Linked DNA regions of Triticum aestivum: region 1 is linked to region 2. The links are chromatin contacts, called in public Hi-C maps. All regions are on one chromosome and are shown on one strand. Each heading gives the region's core, a stretch centred on a gene start, on an enhancer-like site or on the middle of the called end of the contact. The rest is flanking DNA. Distances are from core to core; before and after follow the strand shown. Region 1 holds the start of LOC100049030 (eukaryotic translation initiation factor NCBP-like). Region 2 holds the start of LOC123097985.

Region 1 (5,569 bases), core at 2,541-5,040, 440 kb before region 2:
CCAAAACAAGTCGACCAATACAGGCATACAGGCCAATATCATGAAAGTCGATACTTCAGCATTTGAAATTTTGGAGAGTACATAGTAGCATGACAAAGAGTAACCGTACATCATGGCTGGGTTGAAACGTCAGAACTGGAAATCCACAAGGATTTAGTTCGGAACAAGGGCCATGACTAGTTTTGACGACATAAAGCTTAACCTCTCAGCCATGTGTTCCTGTAGGACGAGTTGTCTCGCAGCGAGGCGTCATGTGGCTTGTACTCCATCAGATAGGTGTGCGGCAGCTTCAAGTGCCTCTTAATCGAGTCTCTTAATGTCATCACAGCCTGCAAGGCACAAGAGTATGAGTGAATGAATAACAGAGAGAGAAAAAACTCCTCACTGGTGATAACACAGTCAAATCCAAACAAAATAGTCGAGAAGCATCAGGTGATATCACAAACCTGGTGGTCTGATGCATTCCGATTCCAGACGCTCAGGATGTCTTCATTGAAACGACAACTTAGCACGATGCCACAAACATCATCACTATAATCAAGTTGATCACCCACTAGAACCAGCACCTGGACAAATAAACAGGATGGGCGAAAAGAATTAAAATCTAAGCCATGGACAGCTGCAGGACCTATTTAATCCAAGTAATCCTTATAGAAATTGTTAATCAACAGAACACATTTTGGACAATCAGGTATCATTATTGAGGCACTGTGTAACTGAATGACTGTGATCCCATGGATTGAAAAGGGGAAGACAAGCCTTGGTTTGAAATCGCTCCTATGACTGAATAACTGAATGACTGTGATCACATAGAATGAACAGCCACATCAAAAAGTATGCAAAGCAAAGCATGCCATGCTGAAAAGAGAAAATGGAAACCTAAATGAGCTGCCTAAACAAGAACACACATGGCATAAACATGTCCTTGGCCGCACAGCAATGGAAAGGAGAGCAGAGAAAAGCAGAACAAAGGCAGGAAATGAAATATGAATGAGCAAAGAAAAATTGCTGTGAATGTGGCGTCAACGAAAATCAGGCATGATAGAGAAAAGAAGATAGTGGCAGAAAATAATGATAAAAAAACTACTTGTTGCAAGTACAACAGAGCATGTAAAATCAGCTAGATGTGAGGGCTCATGGTGGGAGACCAGAATGAGAGTAAAGTCAAACAGTTGCAGTAGGAAAACACACAAGGGTGAAGTGCCATTTCCATTTCATTAGTAAAACCAATTTATGAGTAAATGCAACACATATCTTCCTCTCTAAAATTAGTATCCTCGTACTCATGCAATATCCGCAAAACTACTCAGACAAATAAATAAGAAACAAAAATGATGTTAAACAGGCACTGCATATTACCATGAAGAGTGTGGGATGGGATGTGACAACAACTCATAAAGGGCATCTATGCATCCAAATGTTTCTCATAGTCTTCGTTTTTAATGCAGCACAAACAAAGAATCCCCACTTCCCAAGGCAAACATTCACAAAGTTACAGAGCCAAAGGTTTTGTTTGTGGAAACAATAGCATAGGTAATAATCCTGTTCCATATTTTAAAACCCACTGCGCCCATTGTACTAGTGATGCATAAATCGACTATTAGGAGGCATGCATGCTATTATTTGCAATCTTGTTTTCAAAAATATTGATAGGGAAACTAGACTGCCAAACTTGAATATTTATACACTAAATCAAGTGTTAGAGATAAGGGACTTCAAACAAAGAAAATACAAAATTAAAGAAAAGGAAATGGTGATAAGAAGTATGGCTCAGTAGACATGTGTAAATTTGTAAACTATAGCATATGGCATGCATGCTTAAGAAAGCAGTCAACTGTAACCGCAGACCAGTGCATCTTGGAAGGCTGCTAATTAATTTATGGATCAGCGTCAACTTCTTCTATGCTGAACCATTTGCTTCAAATCATAAGTGCACACAGTAAACATGAAATAGCAATAATACTACCTCAGATCTCAGGCTTATGCTGGTACTGGTAACAGGGAGCCAGACCACAATGCGCTACAAGGCTGTTTGGTTTAAGGGATAGCCTTATACAGGGAGATCTAGGCTCATCATGGGTAATCCCATGTTTTCATGTCATGGCCCTAGTCTCCATCGTTTATTGGCATAGCATAACGTCGGTGCATTGCTACGGAACCACAAAAATGATTCAGTTGTATTGGATTATTAGTAGTATATAACAACCAATGCACGTGCAACACTGCAGAGAACTCAAACTCAATCAAGCAGCCAACACTGCACTTGCGTAACTGCGGCAGCGATGAGAACACCATTGCAAGCTATGTTTTTTTTTCTCTCCAAATTGGAGGGGTCTCATGGGTTCTAGATGACTGAGGGAGATTAGGGTGGAGTGGGGGAGGGAACCCACCACCACCACTACTAACTCCCATTTATAAGATAGTAGAGACTATGGTCATGACTCGTGAGGAATACCGTTCTGAAGGAAAAATAATAATTCCACTCTATAAACGGAACAAGGACTATCCTGTTTCAAATCTAGACCTAATTTTCTTGCTTCGCTTGAGCAGTGAAATATTTGATCCATCACTAACTCCTCACGGCATCCACGTGGTTATAATGCAATTAAAGGCCAGTCATGAACAAAATAAAAACATTACTTGAGAATCCCATGATAAAAACTAGAATTTTTCACAGATCAAGTAGGCTACTGTGTACTTCATGGTGGCACAGGCAAGGGAAGTCCTAGTTGAGGGTTTAAAGAACAACAACCGAAGTTTGTATGATGACCAAATCTTACAGCCCAACGAAAGCACAAATAGATTATTTACCAAATCCTCCCAGAAACGCCCAGAAACAGCCTTCTTGAACCGTATAATCCACTTGCCACCATTCCGATTTGCAGGATCCTGCCCAGTCAAAATGCATTAACCACTAGAAGCATGGGTAGACATGATATACCAATACTAAACACAGACACGACTGACGAAACAACAGCTTGTTCCGAGCAATATGGATAGACATGACACCAATACTAAACACAGACACGACTGAAAAAACAACAGCTTGTTGCGAGTAATACCTCCCAGAGTGGACGGACACCCTCTTTGAAAAGATGCAGGTCCGTGGGGCTCGGGAGGGAAGACGGGCGTGCGAGGTGGCAGTAGCAAACCCAGAACGACTCGACCTAAAGCCATCCAATTCCAAACAGCAACATCAATCAGTAAGCTCCACTGACAGAAGTAAGAAAAAAAACCTGGAAACAATCTGCTGTGCCGGAGACACGTACAGTGCTGAAATCGACGATCTTCTTGATGTTGTCCTCGTACGACTGCGACCTCGTCCCGGGCGTCCGGCGCGTGTACCAGAGCACGAGCTTGCGCTGCGGACAACAAGGGGCTATTACATCCGGCTTTCTCTGAGATTCAAAGGTTTGGCATTTCTGGAACGGGAAACGGGGAAAGGGTTTAGATCTAGCGGCGGCGGGCGGGTCTTACCCTGAGGGGATGGAGGCCGGCCTTGAGCTCGCGGTTGCGGCGCTCGCTTTCCTCCGCCTCCGCCTCGTCCTCCTCCTCGACGGCGGCGGGCGGCGCGTCCTCGGCCCGGGCGTGCGACGGCTGCAGCTGCTCCTCCTGCTCGGGCACCTTCCTCTCCACCGCCGGCTCCATGGCGCGCCCTCGTGCGGCGATTTGGTCGGCTGGGTGGGGGTGTTGAGAGAGAGAGAGACGAGGAAGGGTCCGGGAGACGCGTGACGAGGGGATGGGAGTGGGTTTGGGCCTTTTTGGTCCTCTTCGATCGGGATGAACCGTGCCAGGGAGCGCTTCTATTCCGTGGGTGTGGGTTGAAATCTTTCCTTTATTTTATTTTTTTACCATGGTAAACGATTCACTACGGCCGACCGACTTGTAGAGCTTTTTTTCGCCGGGCACCTCGTCACGCGATGGAAATGAGCCAATCCAACGACGACCCGTGCTCTCGCGGTACAAACTTATCCCTTTCCTTTCTCTCTCCCATCGTTCGCCTTCGTCTCTCACCTCTCGCGTCAGCATCTTTTTCCATCTTACACGCGATAGCTCCTCCACTGTCGAGGCTCGCATCCAACCTTCTCCCTATCATGGCCAGCGGAGCCATTGCCCACATGTCCTTCCCGCTCCGCCGCGTCCAAGCTGCTACGACCTAATGCAAAAGAAAAACTATGATTTTGCAACCGGGAGCAACGGTACCCAGCTATTCACTAGGGACTTCTTCGAGGTGGCGCATCGGGCAATCGATCAGCTGAGAGCTGATTTGTTGGCTGAGAAAACTACCCTGGTCGAGAGCCGTTGGGGCCCAGATGAGGCATGGAAAGCCTTCCACGACCATGCTGAGCGTACCCGAAAGGAAGACGATGCCGCACATGAGAAAGCCGCCGAGGCTCTGGGCAAGCCTAGAAGATTCGGGATGGCGCAATTATGGACGATCAGGGTATCCTGAGTGCGCCCCCTGTCGGAGCTAAGTCCGGCAGATCTCAGGTAAGGGGTCCCGAGCTGGTGGTCTCGGCTAGATAGTAACATGAAGAATAGGGACGCGGTGTTTATCCTGGTTCAGGCCCTCTTGAAGAGATAATACCCTACTCCTGCTCTTGTTTATATTTTGTTGATGGAGTACAAAGTTCATGTGATCTACCTCGAGATCGTATGAATGAGTCTAAAAGTCTTGCTTCTACGGGCTAAACCCTTCGGCTTATATAGGGGTCATCTTCAATTCTTGAGCCGGCACATGAGCTCGTCGTGAAAATTTCTGACAGCCGTCACATCCGCCTATGTTGTCTCAACATAGCCGGTCCCAAGCCCGGGTAAAGGAGGAGGGTTGTGATAGGCTTGGCGAGCCAACGTAAAAACTCAGCCGCTCTTATGGAGATGAAACCCAAAAGATTTTCGTTGGGGCGTAACCCTCTCAGCGACGCGCCACATCGGAACCCGGGTGTGGTGGAAAATGAGCAAGGGCCGGGCCGTGACCCCCCAAGTGGCGTGCCGTATCTTGATCCGGATACGGTGGCAAGTGAGCGAGGATCGGGTCGTCGCATCCTTAGTGGCGCGCTACATCGGCGCCCGGATGTAGTGGAAAATGAGCAAGGGTCTTCGCATTTGACTCGACGAGTGCGAAGGGTAAGGAAGCTATCCGAGCCTAGGAGGATTCGCTTAGGTAGCTGGAACGTAGGTTCTCTGACAGGGAAGCTTCGGGAGCTAGTTGATGCAGCGATGAGGAGAGGTGTTGATATCCTTTGCGTCCAAGAAACCAAATGGAGAGGACAGAAGGCGAAGGAGGTGGAGGATACCGGCTTCAAGCTGTGGTATACGGGGACAGCTGCAAACAGAAATGGCGTAGGCATCTTGATCAACAAGAGCCTCAAGTATGGAGTGGTAGACATCAAGAGACGTGGGGACCGGATTATCCTGGTCAAGCTGGTAGTTGAGGACTTGGTTCTCAATGTTATCAGTGCGTATGCCCCGCAAGTAGGCCACAATGAGAACACCAAGAGGGAGTTCTGGGAAGGCCTGGAAGACATGGTTAGGAGTGTACCGATTGGTGAGAAGCTCTTCATAGGAG
Region 2 (5,576 bases), core at 2,694-5,193:
ATATCAGCTTCTTCCCCCTCGTCTTCAGAAGAGGGAGTTTCAGTCTCCCCATACATAGCGTCCAGTATACCTTTAGAGTGGAGGCCACCCTCGGCCTTTTTGCTCTTCTCCTTGTCCTCCTTCACCGGCACTTGATACGGCGCCGGGGCCAGCATCCTTATCAACACAGGATCAGCTGAGTCTTCAGGAAGTGGAGCTGAACACCTAATTCGTTCCGCCTTCTTGATCCAGCCCTGGTCGAAGATAGGTTTCTCAGTATATCATTATGGGATAATCAACTAAGTTGTGTTCAGAAGTTGAGTGCTTACCGAGGTATCCGGATGGTTGCAGTTGAGGCCGATGTCCTCGGTTGTATCCGTCCACTGCTTTCGGGTCCCGAAGAATAGTTTCCACATCCCTCTGTGCATTGTGCCAAAGAAGTGCTGAAGGGTCTGTGGTCCTTCCGGATTGAACTCCCACATGTGGAGAGGCCGTCGCTGGCATGGTAGGATCCGGCGGACTAGCATTACCTGGATCATGTTGATGAGGCCGGTGTCCTTTCCAAGGATGCTCCGGATACGACTTTGCAGCATCTGCACTTCATCAGTTGATCCCCAGTCCAGCCCCTTATTAATCCACGATGCGAGCCGTAATGGAGGACCCGATCGGAACGCAGGCGTGGCTGCCCATTTGGTACCACGGGGTTCGGTGATATAAAACCACTCCCGCTGCCATAAGTTGTAAGTTTCCGTGAAGGTGCCTTTCGGCCAAATAGTATTAGCGAACTTGATCACCATAGCGCCGCCACACTCCACTTGCTCCCCGTCGACTACCTTTGGCTTTACATTGAAAGTCTTCAGTCATAGGCCGAAGTGTGGGGGAATGCGGAGAAAAGCCTCGCACATGACGATAAACGCCAAGATGAGAAGAAAGGAATCTGGAGCTAGATCGTGAAAATCTAGCCCGTAATAGAACATGAGTCCACGAACGAAGGGATGGAGGGCGAACCCTAGCCCATGGAGGAAGGGAGAGATGAATACAACCCTCTCGCCGGATTTTGGTGTAGGGATAACCTGCCTCTTAGCAGGGAGCCTGTGGGGGATTTCCGCGGTCAGGTACCTCGCCTCCCGGAGCTTCGCAATATCCTCCTTGGTGACTGAGGAAGCCACCCACCGGCCTTGGGAGCTGGATCCGGCCATACCTAGGAAGCTTGGTAACAATGGAAGAAATAGAGACCTGGGCGCTGGAGCTTGAGGTTGGAAAGGCCGAGGAAGAGGTAGGCGTGGTGGAGAAGGACGGGTCTGTACCCCTTTATAAAGGCGATGAATATCGAACGCTACCTCACGGGCCTTAAAACTCGCCTATTCCCAAGGGATCGTGTGAACGACATGGTTGGATTACCCATGCCCATGATGGCAAGAATCCCGCGATAAGGGGGCACTATCTCTGCTTTGACAAGATATGCCAATAAAGACCATGTCTTGTAACGTGGAGCAGGAGGTTGAAAGACGGTTCGAGATAATAACCAGGCAGAGACGTAACGTCTCGCTACCAAAATTGTCAGCAGATGGGACTTGTTAAATATTGTACTCTTCGCAGTTGTTTGTGGGGCCTGTTTTGCAGAACCAGACACGTTTTCTGTGTTCGAGGACAGCTTTGAAGTATTCGGAGGAGGAACCCGCCTTGCAATGTCGAAGACAATCTGCACGCCGAACACATCGTCATTGAAGCCTGGTTCAGGGGCTACTGAGGGAGTCATGGATTAAGGGGTCCTCGGGCGTTCGGGCTATGTGACGTGGGCCGAACTGATGGGCCATGAAGGTACAAGACATAAGACTTCTACCCGTGTCCGGATGGGATTCTCCTTTGCGTGGAAGGCAAGCTTGGTGTTCGGATATGAAGATTCCTTCCTCTGTAAACCGACTGTGTATAACCCTAGGTCCCTCCGGTGTCTATATAAACAGGAGGGTTTAGTCCGTAGAGGCAATCAGAATCATAATCATACAGGCTAGACTTCTAGGGTTTAGCCATTACGATCTCGAGGTAGATCAACTCTTGTAACCCCATATTCATCCAAGATAATCAAGCAGGAAGTAGGGTATTACCTCCATCAAGAGGGCCCGGACCTGGGTAAACATCGTGTCCCTGTCTCCTGTTACCTTCGATCCTCAGACGCACAGTTCGGGACCCCCAACCAGAGATCTGCCGATTTTGACACCGACACTAGGCGGCATGATCGACGACCCACCCGAAGAGCCATCGTCACCGGTGCCCATCGGGAGCCTCATGCCCCGCCAGGAATGGGCAGATGCTTTCTTCACTTCAGTTTTGCAAAATCCTATCTGCCACCTCGTCATTGCCGTCGGCGGCCGTGTCATCCTCGATCTGACGAAGTGGTGGCCAGGCTCGAGCGCGTCGTCGGTAGAGATGACGTCCCTGGCGAAGTAGAGCTACACCAACATGGAATCTCGGGGATGCAGGTCATGATGGAATTCGCTACTAGTGAAAAGACCTGGAGATGGAGCCGTGCCGCGAGAGCGTTATGTGCGCGATTGCATGCTGTCAAGCTCTACCAGACGAGGCCTAGCAGCCCCACAGGTGGAGATGAGCACCGTGGTCGCGGGTCCGGACACTCAGAATGAACGGCCGCAAGGGTGCTACTGATCGTGGAGTCCGAGAAGACCGTGGTCGAAAGGCCGCCATCGCAGCCATTAGCCTATTTTATTATAGTTGTATCAAAATGTTGCTTATCGACATTTTAAGTCGCTGATTGTATGTAAAAGCGACAGATTTTGCCCATAATTTATAGGAAGTACCAACGTTTGTTTGAACATTTCTGTCTTTTAAATTCAAGTTCTGGCCAACTGACTGGCACCCGTGGGTAAGCACTACGTGCGTTATGCTAGCTCGTGCTTCCTTATTTTTTAAGTTTTTCATATTAATGGTGTTATATATCCAAACAAGCTAACGTTTCCCGCCACTCTCCCAGTCGGTTTCTCGCAACTCCCCCCACTAGTTTCCCAACACCAGCGTCGGTGGGCATAAAATGCTAGGGGGCGACAAACCGGCCATACCACAATATCCCATTCCAAGCATGTCAATCCGTTGAAGCGCCACCCCATCATCAATGTCCTCGACGAGGAGAATGAGCCGAAGCAGGCCAGAGAGCAAGAACGACCTCGTGCCGCCGAGCAAGAATGAGACATCTTCGTCGCAACGCAGAGCAAGATTAGCAATCCGTTGCCGCGCAAGAGCACTATAGCACCACCGAGCAACGGCTGCGGAGCACCGCACTGACTGAGCGGCGCCATACCACCATCCCAGGGAGCCGCCCCGCCGCGCCGATGAAGTGCCAATGTTGACCCCCTGCGTAGCCGATGACCACCACAACGTTGCACGCGAACCTGCCTTCCGTGGATGCGATGAGCCGAAGACACCCCCGCCACCATCTGTCGCACGGGCTTTGCCCGACAACCTCCTCTAATGGCGGCGAGAAGGGGAGAAAGGATGGAGAAGGTGGCGGCGGCTAGGGTTTATCCACTCGCATGTGCCGCTCAAGTTTGATATGAGAATTGGGCAGATATTTAAAACGTATTATCCAAGATTCAGAAAACACGGGACAGCCGATTACTACTAAAAGACCTTTCTAATCTATACTTTGCTCTCTTGGCCCTGCTTCAGTTTTTTTGGAGTACAACAGATCCTGCTCCATTGCGTGCTGAAATTAGGTTCGGCGCCCCGAAAGAAAAAAAACAGGTTCGGCGGTGTCGACAGCGACGCAAGCCCGGTATTCTTTTTCTGCAAATGCCGAGCCGAATGAACCGGAGCACGAGAGAACAAACAAACAAAGCTCCCCCCACTAAACACACGGCCCCACCACTTATTTACACCCACTTCTGGGCTTCTGCCAAAGCCCGTAAATCGTAATCACCTCCCGACTTTCCCCTCTTCCTTCCATCCCACTCGCACCACCACCTTCCCCCACACATCAATCGCAAACCCCCGCAAGTACCACGTCGCAGATGCCGCATTAGCTCCGAAAATCCAAAACCATTCCTCCCCACCCACCCCGACCTCGCTCCCCCCCGCGGCGACGGCGGCCATGACGACCGGATCCAACGCCGACCACTACGGCCCGCCCTCCTACCCGCAGCGCCGCCCGCACTACGGGGGCGCCCCGCCCTCCTACGGCTCCTCGGCCTCCTTCCGCGGCTGCTGCTGCTGCATCTTCATGCTCGTCATCTTCCTCGCCCTCCTGGCCCTCGCCGTCGCGCTCGTCGTCGTCCTCGCCGTCAAGCCCCGCAAGCCCCAGTTCGACCTCAACCAGGTCGCCGTCCAGTACCTCCTCGTCGCCCCGCCGTCCCCGGCCGCGTCGCCGAACGTCGCCGCGGCCCCCGCCGCCGCCTACCTCTCCCTCAACATCACGCTCCTCTTCACCGCCGTGAACCCCAACAAGGTGGGCATCCGCTACGCCGCCACGGCGTTCGACGTCATGTACCACGGGGTGCCGCTCGGGGTGGCGGCCGTGCCCGGGTTCGAGCAGCCCGCGCACAGCACCCGCCTGCTCCAGACCCGCGTCATCGTCGACCGCTTCAACGTCCTCCAGTCCGACGCCCAGGACCTCATCCGCGACGCCGCGCTCAACGACCGCGTCGAGTTCCGCATCACCGGCGACGTCGCCGCCAAGATCCTCGTGCTCGGCTTCTCCTCCCCCAAAGTCCAGGTAAAATTTTACCACCGCAATCCTGCACCCGGAACAAACTTTTTTGTTCTCTTCCTCCGCAAGCTCTGGGCTGATCGAAAGGGACTCGTGAACAAAACCTGCAGGTGTCGGTGGACTGCGCGATCGACATCAGCCCCAAGAGGCAGTCGGTGACATACAAGCAATGCGGCGTGGACGGGCTAAGCGTGTAGGCAGCAAGCGAACCAAACCAACCTCGCCGCCGCCGCAACACCGCAGAAGCGGAGGCTACTGGTATTAATCTAGTGGGGATAGATATATGTGGATGGGAATCTGTACGTCGATTCTAGTCTCTAATCTCGGGTTTTGATTCCTTTACTGCGCGTGGGGCCGGGTAAATTTTGAGCTCTCACCTCTCCTCGCCTTAGTAGGTTGAGGTTACCACTGATTCTTGTGAATTATTGCTGGATGCCATTAGCAGTGAGTATATAAATCAGTCGCCATGGTTCTTCCATGGCCGTTGCTTAGGAGCAAAGGAAGTGGTGCGGGGCTAAAGGCGAGGAGCGAGTGGAATCTGACCGACCCCTTTCCGCTCGCTGCTCCTTGCTGTTCGCGTCCGTAGAATGGTTTCCCTTCGCGTGTTTGTTCGCTTGGGGTGGGAGTCGGTGGGGAACTGCGCTGTCCGACGCACATCGCCACGCCCTTGCTCTGCTTCAGCCGGTAGTGGTGGAGGTGCCGGGTGCGCCATGGAAACGCGAGCAGGAGGCGACGAGCTCGTACGGTTGGTTTCCTGCTTCCATGGTGCCATTTCGTCGTGGTGGGGCCAGACCGTCAAAGGCAGCTGTACGGTTACTTCCTTGGAGCGTGGGATGGGCAGCTTGGCATTGCGTGGAAAAAGTTTGTTTGAAGTTGAAAT

The links. A called contact is a pair of places that touch in the nucleus more often than the background predicts.
Region 1: a contact with region 2 is called in a Hi-C map of leaf, with 5 times the contacts expected there. The contact joins the promoter of LOC100049030 here to the promoter of LOC123097985 in region 2. A contact is called at or near these places in 3 of 5 Hi-C or Micro-C datasets (all in leaf).

What each region holds. Positions count from the first base shown.
Region 1 is chr4D:371,102,303-371,107,871 of IWGSC CS RefSeq v2.1, reverse strand. It overlaps LOC100049030 (eukaryotic translation initiation factor NCBP-like), which reads right to left and starts at 3,790. Exons shown (of 6, transcript NM_001405089.1): 1 at 3,478-3,790; 2 at 3,270-3,362; 3 at 3,063-3,167; 4 at 2,812-2,889; 5 at 447-566; 6 at 1-329. The coding sequence starts at 3,648. The coding sequence ends at 198.
Region 2 is chr4D:370,665,298-370,670,873 of IWGSC CS RefSeq v2.1, reverse strand. It overlaps LOC123097985, which reads left to right and starts at 3,943. Exons shown (of 2, transcript XM_044519851.1): 1 at 3,943-4,702; 2 at 4,807-5,187. The coding sequence starts at 4,082. The coding sequence ends at 4,893.